2 separate regions of the Arachis hypogaea genome follow, and region 2 is linked to region 1. The links are chromatin contacts, called in public Hi-C maps. All regions are on one chromosome and are shown on one strand. The core of a region is the stretch at or near the end of the contact, and the rest is flanking DNA. Distances in the headings are between cores, read along the strand shown. Region 1 holds the start of LOC112790600 (respiratory burst oxidase homolog protein E). Region 2 has its middle 4.9 kb from the start of LOC112777680.

Region 1 (5,256 bases), core at 314-2,813:
AAGAGTGTGACACATCTTATTGCATAGTCTGAGGGAGACAACTCGGGAATTTCAAACTCCCGATTATTTTGTATTGATTGTGGCATCTTATGAATTAACCTTTGATCGAGAGCTAAGTGTGGATTTGGACTATACTTGTAACGAAGAAATTCTATTTTGTAAAATTACAAACCTACCTCTTGGCCTCCACCAGTGATGGAGCTCGACACCGATAAAGCAGCACCCACCTCAGTCTTGATGCGATGGCGGCGGCCGCAGTCTTTCATGACATGACGGCAGCGACCGCACTCTTCTCCATCGTCACTTCCTTCTTCTTCCTTTCCTTTCCTTTCTTCTCCCTCTATTTCTCTCTTCTCTTCTCTTGTTCTCTTTCATCTCGTCATTTTGTCTCTCTCTACAGTCATGACGTGACGGCGATGGCGACGGCCGCACTCTTCTCTGTCGTCACCTCCCTCTTCTTCCTTTCTTTTTCTTTCTTCTCCCTTTCTGTTTGTCTCTTCTTTTGTTCCATGTCTTTTTGTTTTTTTATTTTAGGTGGGTGGGGTGGGGGTAACGGTGGGGTGGAATAATTATAGTGATAATAGAGAAGGAGTATTTGTATCATTTAAAAAATTATTATATTCAAAAAGATGATTTTAATGCTAAATTTAACGTTAAAAATAATATTAATTAAGAAAAAGAGTTAAAAATTATTTTAATTTTGACCTAAGATATTAAAAAAGAAAAAAGTACTTAACCCTTACTTTAATAATACTTTATATGATATAAAAAAAGAAAAACTTAACTGATTATTAATATAATTTGAAAGTCAATTTGAATTATTTTCAATTTAGTTCCTTTCCAATATTTTCATTAGTATAATAATTATATAAGATATATACTACTTAATTATTATTCTTCACTTTAACATATAATACATAATACATTTTCAAAATAAAATATATTATTGGTAATTATAAAATTAAAAAAATGCTGAAAAATAACTTAATTAATTTGTCTATAATATGTAAAAAAGAAAAATAGGTTCAAGTATTGTTTATTAATATTCTAGGTCCCATTCACTTACCTTACACCTTGACCTTTCCTTATTTCAATCATTCGTGTAGTCACCTCCATTATCGCAACCAAATTTTAACTACCCCAATTTTTCTATTGTTTTTATTGAACAATGCATTAATTCTCCTCCACTTGCAATTAACTTTTGTACTACATGTCAATACAAGCGAATGTACTCCTCTTTCGTTAATCAATAAAATAGGAGCAAACTTGGGAGTATATATATTCCAAGGCTTTAAAGAAAAGAAACTAATTCTGACAAAGACGCATTCAGCATTTTATGGTTATGATTATTAAGATTTTAAGCTAAGATATATATATATATATATATATATATATATATATATATATTAGAGCATTTTTTGTTTAAATACAAAATAATACCACTAAGATACTCCTATTTTTACTTCCACCAACAACTGTATGTATCTTGCAATATATATATATATTACAATTTATAGGTTGAGTTTGTTATATTTATTTATTTATTTATTTTCAAATTGATTAGCAAAGGAAAGAAAATGAAGATCCCAACTACTACTCTCTCGTAGGTGGTAGCAATAAGGGCACATTGGCGTTGAAATCGTGTGCACAAATTCGTTGAGAGGTGTTTGTCTTGTGTTTTCAATTTCCAACCCTTTGTGTTTGCCTTTGTTTTTAGACACAGCTTCGCGCCTAAACGTGTGAACCAAAACCTCCTTCTCTCTCTCTCTCTCTCTCTCTCTCTTAACTTGCTTTGCATTTGTGAGTCAGTTAGCGAGAGAATAGCAACAAAGAAGAAAAGAAAAACACCAAACAAGTCATTAAGAAGTAGCACTAGAAAATTGGAAGAGAAAACATAAAAAAAAAACTTGAAATAGAAAGACTGCATTGATTAGATGAAAACGTCGTCGTTTCGGAGATGCAGCAACGCAGAAGAAATCCAGTTACCGGAAAACCTAGGAAGCTCGTCACCAGCGTCCGATGGTGGCGGCGCCGGACATTCCTACGGTGCGATGTTGCCGGTGTTCCTCAACAACCTCCGTAGCAACCACCACCAGGAGCTCGTTGAAATCACCTTGGAGATCGACGACGACGCAGTCGTGCTCTGCAACGTCGCGCCGGCAAATTCCGCCCAGGACGCATCTCCATCGTCTGTTTCCGCCGCCGGCTCTGCTCCCGTCGCATCGCCATCGTCAGTTTCTTGCGCCGGCGAAGAAGCCGGCGCCATCGGTGCCGGAGTGCCGAGGAGTCTGTCGATTGCGTCGCGGATTCGGAGAAAGTTCCCGTGGATAAGATCGGCGTCGTCGCGGAACTCGGTATCGTCGGAGAGCGGCGGCACCGTAAGTGTTGAAGATCCAGTGGTAACAGCACGGAACGCGAGGAGGATGCGGTTACAGATTGAACGGTCGAGATCGAGCGCGCAGAGTGCGCTGAAGGGTTTGAGATTCATCAGCAAGACAGGGTGTGATGGTAGTAGTGAGGAACTGTGGAAGAAGGTGGAAGAGAGGTTCATGTTGCTCTCAAAGGATGGCTTGCTCGCTCGAGAGGACTTCGGTGAATGCATTGGTACGTACCTTACGTGTGTTCTTCTTCGTCTTCTTTTTTCTTTTTTCTTTTTCTTTTTCTTTTTTAAATTTATTTTATCTTAATCTTTTTTAACCCAGCTTAAAACTACTAATTTATGCATATATATTATTATCCAATTAAACTCTTACTTACTAGACCAATCAAATGGTTTGCTAATCTTCTTGTTTTTGTGTAGAGAAAATTGTTGTGAAGAGATGAGTGTAGAAGGCGTTCTGTTAACATGAAAATTTTCTTGCCTCATCATAGTATTTTGGTCATGTAGTTTTCATGATTTAACTATTTAAATCTTTAAATACTCAATTTAATTAACATAGCTTGAAATTGATGAGTTTGCAATAAAGGAAAGGAAAGCATTTCTTTTATACGTATTACGCATTGTTTTTAAAGTTAGAACTGAAAGTTTTACCTCATAACAATATTAATATTGAACTAAAAGTTGCTGAATTATTAAATCTTTGCATATTTGAAAGGAAAGTGGTTAATCCTCTATTATTTTCTTCTTTAAGAAAAAGGTTACGTTAGAACATCAATTCACAACTCAATCAAACAGTTTGGCTTTATTATTTATTATTTTTATTGTTTTATTATTAGTGCAATTGAAATTTAAATAATATAGAATTTTTTATATACATTAATTAGTTAAGTGTTCAAACTAGATCTATCCAATTAAAAATGGTGATCTAATTTAATTTAAATCTAAAACCGATTAAAACTACAATAATTTGGATTCCATCAGATTTTATTTCTAACAAAGCATGAATTGAATCAAATTTCAGGTATATCAGTGTAATCTGGTTCATTCTAATTCAAACTACATAATATAGTACTAATATTTAATTTTCAGAGTTATGTTTTCACATATAATATATTTAATTCATTACATAATTTATTTTATTCATGTACTATTTTTACTTAAATAACATTTTAAGTGTGTGAATGAGTTTTCTTTTATTTATTTTACTAACTCAAGTAAATTATTTTTATTTTGTAATCCTTGTTTTATATCTCAAAATCAAATAAATCAATCTCTAATCCAAAAACCACAATATATTATTTATTTTCAGTTGAACAACAATCCAAGTCGCACCACGAGCATCCATATTATACTAATAGTTTGATTAAATTGTTTGCTTATTTTAATTTTAAAAAAATATTAAGTTTGTAAGGTATTGGCTAATCGTATTTGATAGCTGAAATCAGCATATATAGCATAATATGTCTATATCTGTTCAGTTACAATTTTTGCTCATGGTCACAGAGTATTTAGAAAATGGAATAAGTTAACTTTATTAGTAAGAAAAGAAAGGGTTACTTAAAACACTAAATAGCGTGCTAGCTATATTCATAATGAGGACGGAAAATATTCAAGCTAACTTCAGAACACAATTTTACTCAAATTATTATTTTACTAATTAATCTACTAAGTTGTGTTATCATAATTTTATTCCATTAATTCTAATGAAAGGGATGGAGGATTCAAAAGAATTTGCGGTGGGTATATTTGATACGTTAGCTAGAAGAAAAGAAAATAGAGTCAGCAAAATAACGAAGGAAGAGTTGCATCAATTCTGGTTGCAAATTTCGGATCAAAGCTTTGATAATCGCCTTCAGATTTTCTTTGACATGTAAGTATTAGTTCTCCTTGCAACATCGTTTAGAATCCTTGTCATGAACATGCAACATGTCCGTTTCGATAACCAGTAGAGTTCGTATAGCTTATTAAAATGTCATAGTCCAACAATAATAGACTCGAATTTTTGTATGATGTTTATAATATATGTTCATGCTCCGGTATTTAATTTGTTACTGGGATTCGTTATAGCTAGGGTTGTGCATATTCTGAGTAATAATTGTTTCCCGTTGTTTGTCTTATACTTCATATTAAAATGGAAAAGGAAAAAGAGTCAACAAGCATTTAGATGAGTTTTGTTATTTTTCTTTTAAGCTAATTTACGTAGCACATAAATAATATGTAATTTCATGTAAATTCATATAAAGAAGTTTAAGAAAGCGATTTGGAAACGGCCATGTCCTATCATTGAATAAAAGAAGTTGATCCGAATACATAACAAATCACTTAAATTTTAATAAGTCAGCTTTGTGGTAGTTCAAGCCAACATTATAAATTCATCTATATATGCACGATTTTATTTAATAAATTGAAAACTCATCAATTTTCTTTCTTTACTCTTCAACCAACCATTCCTAATCTCCCTTTTTCACCTACAATCGCCGTCATGTTTAGCACGTTATATATATATATATATATATATATATATATATATATATATATATATATATATATATATATATATATATATACACTAATAATGTATTTTATTTTTTACATTAAATATGGTGAGAGTAATAAATATATGTTAAAATGATAATTATGTTCCACTTTCTCCTACATTCTAATATGTTCCAATTATATATAAATAGATACAGAATTTTATTTCTTATTTTCTGTTATTGTTACATCGATCAGAATAATTATCCTGATAATATTTAGGAGATAATAATTTAAAAATATTTTATTTAATTTAATATTTATAATTTTATGTATGTAATATCAATAATTATTATATATTTTTTATATTTAATATTATATAATTATTTCAATAATAATAA
Region 2 (5,773 bases), core at 1,512-4,011, 240 kb before region 1:
GTTAGGAGAAGAACTAAAACAAGAAGAACAGTAAAACCTAGAACAACTTAGAAGAACAGCAAAACCTAGAAGAACTTAAAAGAACAGTAAAACCTAGAACAAGAAGAACAGTAAAAATAGTAATATGAGATCTAGAACAAGAAGAACAGTAAAACCTAGTTCTTTGATTTCGAAATCAGAAACAGAAATGTGGAAAATCTACAAGATCAGTAAAACAGTAACTTACCTTGAATAATATTTCTTCGTTTTTTCTGGTGATTTTTGATGGAGAGTTCTATCTTTTGTTCTTGATTTCTTCTAATCTTTGCGACGAGTTCGAACGTCTCTTCAGAATTGTAATTTGTTTGGAATGTGCCTTAAAACTTGACGGTTTGCTTTTTCTTTGAGGGAGAAGAGGAAGAGTGCACCATAATGAATGTGTTTTGGAAAGCGTAACCATTGTGTGAGGCGCGTGTAATTGACGCTCTATTCTAAGGAGTGAGTGCACGTGGATTATTTTTGGGCTGGGCCAACTTGTAAGGCTTGTAAGCCTTAATTGCTTGTATGTGTAATAGGCCCCAATTTTAAATTAATAATTTAGTCACACATACTTATACATTAATCAATACTTATTTCATATTACTTACTGTAATAAATCAAATTGAGTTAATTTGATTTATTATATATTTTTATAATAATGAATCGAATTGAACTTATTAGATTTATCAAGGGATTCATCCTAGATGCAATTTCTCATATGCTTTAGTAAATTAAATTAGTATAATTTGATTTATTTAGATGTTTTACTTTGTTGATAAATTAAATATTTATCTAAATCAAATTTGCCTAATTCGATTTATATAAATCTATTTAAAATATAGATGTAATCAGTTTCGATTTTGGACATCCACCTAATTTTAATCTCCATTCATCAATAAAATGCTTTGTACATGACATAATAAAAATAATTAAATCATTACAAAATTATTTTATCATTTGTATTTTAAAATTTTACATTTTTAAATTTTAATTTTGTTAGTAAAATTTTTTTATTTAAATAATTTTATCAAACTCTTATTAATTATATACTTAAAAATATAATTTTTTGAATCTAACTAAATAAATATAGTAGTTATCTTAAAATTTAAATCTTTTAGATTTGTCAAAATTATAATTTTTGTTAGTTTTTAATTATGTAATAGAATTCAATAATTAAAAAAATCGATTTATAGAATCACCCGTTAAATTATAAAATCTTAATGTAGTTTCTTTTCTTAAAATATTATTACTACTTAATTATCGTCATTTTTCTATGTCTTTTCAATTGTCAAAATTTTTTTAAAGTTAATTTTTTTAAAAAATTTTGAACTGAACAAATATAGAAAGATAAAAATGGACAACTAGTAACAGATAGGACTAAATTTTGGAAGAGATCCAAAAGATTAAAATCTTAAAATAATTACTATATTTATTTAGTAAAATTAAAAAAATTTAAAAAATTATTTATATAAAAAATTTTACTATAAAAAAATTAGAATTTGAAAATATAAAATCTAAAAATATAAATAAAAAAATAATTTTGTAATAATTTAATTATTTTTATTATTTTATTTAAAAAATTTATTGATTAAGGTGTAAGATATGAGATTAAAATTAATAGGAATAAAAAATATTAAAAATTTAATATTATAAAAAAAATAAGAGAGATTTATATAAGAATTAATTTTTTTAATTTTTAAAATTTTAGAGATGAAAATAACTTATATATATTTTTAAGTACTAATTAATTTGACTCTAAATTTATGATATATCAAATGATATATGACACACATGGCATATCACACATCACTAATATAACACATCAATTAATTATCTTGTGATATATGATATTAACCTACTATATTATTATGTCATATGATATTAAAAGTGACACATTATTATTTAATTTATAGAAGGACCAATTTAATTTATGTTTTATTTTTTATGAACTAATATGATAATTTAAACTTTTTAGAGACAAATTTTGAAAGTAAGTAAGTTTTTAAGAATGAATTTGATTGTTAACTTTAATAATTAACCCTAACATATAAACATGTCCCTATGGATCGTTCGTTTATACTATCGTATCTAGCGTTATTTATTTAATATTATAATTTTTAAAAAATATTTGTCTTTATAACTTATAATTAGATTTTCTTATTTTCGGTGTGTGTGACAGAATGAGATATCAAAATTATTTCCATAAATTCATTTAAAAAATCTGAAAAACTTCAACGTTTATTCATTTATCCAAACTTGAGATTCCTTTCTCGTTTCTAATGAAATTAAAGACAAATATCTTTTTGTGATATATATAAAATTAATTATTTATTAGTTAATATCTTAATTTTTAAGAAATTTTTTTATCAGATATTTAGATATTTTTAGTAATTTTTAGATTTTTTTCATTAGTTTTTTTAAACCTTAATTAAAATTTTTATATTTTCTAAAAAAATTAATTAAGTATTTAAAGTTATTTTAGTATTATTGTGTTTTTTTAAATTTTTGTTTTTAAAATAATTTAAAATTAATTTTTTTTAATATAAAAACACAAATATAGTCTAAAGAAAATCTAATCAGAACCAAAACATTAAAACTGGATGCCCAAAATATTACAATGAGTTTCCAACATCCATCCACTGCCACTTGATGTCCAGTTGCCGGCACCCGGCAACCCCTCACCAATGTCCAGCAGTCCCTCACCAATGCCCAGCGTCCTTTGGCCCTGGAGGCACAAATGGGCCAGTGCCCAAATTTGAAGAAGCACGTCTGGCAACTCCAAAACTTCGAACTCCTAAGATACAACACTTACGGGGCCCAATTTCAATCTGCAATCATGCAAAGTCTTAATCTCATTTGAAGATTCAAGATTCAAAAGATTTGTTAGCATTAATTAGTTTTAGAAAGATAAAGATTTGGTTGTTAGGATTTGATTCAAGATTAAATTTGAATTATTAATAAGATTTTATTTGAGTTTAAGTTGGTAGTTATCTTATCATTCCTATAACGTGATTAGAGTTTGTTTTTGAATTTAAATTTTAAATAGAACTTAGGATATAACTAAGTGAATAAAGTTTACAAAGGAAACATCCCAAAGAAAGATTTTTGGATCACAATTTAAGATCTCATACCTTCATCTTCTTCTTTTGCTTTAGTTTTCTTTATTTTTATGAGTAACTAAACCTCCTTGCTGAAGGTTAGGAGCTCTGCTTGATTTATGGATTTATAATGTGTGTTTTCTTTATTTTAATTCATGCTTCTTTATCTTTTTAAGATTGAATTTTGTTCTTCATTATTAATGGTAAGAAGTATTGAAAAATATTCTAATTCTGTCTTAAATTTTGTTATTACTTTGGAAAAATTAATTTGGAATTAGTTTAAAATTCGTCTCATAATCTTCATTTATTTAAAACTAGCTAGTTTTGAATATAGACATATTGTAACAACTCTAATTTTTGTACTAACGCGAGTTTTTTCAAAATAATATTTTAAAGTGATTAGTTTTATTTTAACGAGTCGACTTCGAACCACAACAAGAAACATCATTAAAATCGACAGTCAAATCGACGGCTAAGCCATCGATAATAATAAAATTCAACGGAAAAATGGACGGCGGAGGTGGTCGTTATTAAGCTTGTCGATTTTTTAAAATTCTAATAAAATCGACGGCTTGCCTAGCCGTCGATAATAATTTAATAAAATCGACAGTGTTTCTGTCTATAATATGAGTATGAGAATTTTACATTGTTACTAAAATCGGCGACATTGCCGTCTATATTATTATATAAAAGCGATGTCATTTTTGTCGATATTTGATTTAATAAAATCGACAATATGTTCATCTATAATATGATTAATAAAATCGACAACGTTGCCGTCAATATTTGATTCATTAAAATCGACATAGTTGCCGTCGATTTAATTTTTTAGATACCGACAAATTCTTTGTCTATTTTAATTTTAAAAAGCGACAGCTTTACCGTCGATTTTAACAGTTATATGTTTTAATTACTTTTTCTATTTGAAAAATAATAAACAACTAATGCAAATAAGCTTTTAAATATAGAAATAAAATTTATACAGAATATTAGATAACAAGACAAAAAAATAGTATAAATATAAAAATAAATTTATATTAAATATTAGATAATGAGTTTACAAACTTGTCAAAGTAATAAATAATCCTCTAACATAAAGACTCAAAACAAAATAAATAACTAAACTTAGACTTATATTCGTTTAAATTGCAATCCACTAATAATACCTAATATTCAAAGTAACGTAATTAAATAACCTAGTCATACTCGTCTAAATAATCATCCGAGTCGGAGCAGTCAAGGAGGTGACCGGTAGAAAGCCTATGCCTCCCCTTTCGACCTCGACCTCAGCCTCAGCCATGGCCGCAATCTCCATCTCTACCAACCATATCCTGTACACAATTCATAATATATTCAGATACATATTAAAGAACTCTTCCAAACTAGTAGTATAGCTGTATAGGACCAGTAGATACAATAATATTATTAAAACTTGTCAGCTTTTACTCTATGACTAACTAGACATGCCCTATGCTGTATTTCTAAATGATCCATCGTATTTTGAATGAATTATAAATAATATGCATTAGATTTAGTTAGATCTGAGTTGGTTCATTATTATTGCAAGTTTTCAAACACACCTTAATGATTTTTATAATACAAAATGCTAAGGATAACTATGACACAAATTTGGCAATGTGGCAGAGAATCTTTCCCGGTCAAAAGTGATAAGGGAGGGTGGACTCTAAGGTTTATGTTTGGATTATTAATATTTTTTTATGAAGCATATCATTGATATTTTAATTTCAGGGAGTAAGCTTTTGATTATTGTACGGTTGAAACTGAAAAGGCTAGTGTTACCATAGTGGCTGTTTCATCCATCTTGTCCCATTGCAAAAATCAATCTTTCCAACTAAGGCAAACCAAAATCCTATTCTATCCCTTGTTAAGGTTTTTTTATTTTCTTAGATTTTTTCGAATACCATTTTTATTTTTTGAAGATAATTATTAAATTTATTTATATGAGATTATATCATAATATCCTCCCACAGACAAGAACAATAACAAGCCTACAGAAAACTTTGAAGCACCATTTTTAACCATTCTTCTGAGCCAAATTGTTTACCATTTAGACTGATTCGGTCAGTTAATATAAACTGATACAACTCCCCTTCAAATGCAAAGTAGTATTAAGCAAGAGTCTCATTTATAACCAACATTTGTGGCGGCTGATTTTGTGATTTACACGAAGCATTTTTATCAAATATGAATATACTAAAACTTGTAAGATACAAAGATAGAAGAAGGGACCAACCTCTCTTGCTTAATTCATCAAGGCAATAAAATTCTGCTCCTCAAATTCAATGTCATTCGAGATTCACAGCCTTCTCTCCCTTTCCAAAATCTCCTCAGTTTTCAAAAGACCAGCACCAACTGCAGCTAGCCAACAGCACAACAAAACATAAAGAGGATCCCCTGCCTAAATACAAAAAGATAACTAAACAACCCATTACCAATATTCATCAATATAAAATGTAAGAGTAAGACAGAGTTTTAAGCATGAAAACCACCTCCACTAAACTATAGCAAATATATGGAACCTCTGACTCAAAAGTACAGAAAAGCTAGATCACAAAACAAAGTGCACCAAGGCACATTATCATACAACAGTCAACCAGTAAGTGCTTTCTTTCATGAATGTGTTCTGTACTCAATAA

The links. A called contact is a pair of places that touch in the nucleus more often than the background predicts.
Region 2: a contact with region 1 is called in a Hi-C map of an unstated tissue, with 3 times the contacts expected there. The contact joins the enhancer-like site here to the promoter of LOC112790600 in region 1. A contact is called at or near these places in 3 of 8 Hi-C or Micro-C datasets (leaf and an unstated tissue).

The regions. Positions count from the first base shown.
Region 1 is chr3:53,057,550-53,062,805 of arahy.Tifrunner.gnm2.J5K5, reverse strand. LOC112790600 (respiratory burst oxidase homolog protein E) reads left to right here and starts at 1,563. Exons shown (of 14, transcript XM_025833077.3): 1 at 1,563-2,604; 2 at 4,091-4,250. The coding sequence starts at 1,935.
Region 2 is chr3:53,298,134-53,303,906 of arahy.Tifrunner.gnm2.J5K5, reverse strand. No RefSeq gene overlaps it. Among protein-coding and RNA genes, the nearest start is that of LOC112777680, 4.9 kb to the right of the region's middle. Within about 2 kb of position 2,761, at least 3 of the 3 cell types and tissues checked have open chromatin away from gene starts, as enhancers often do.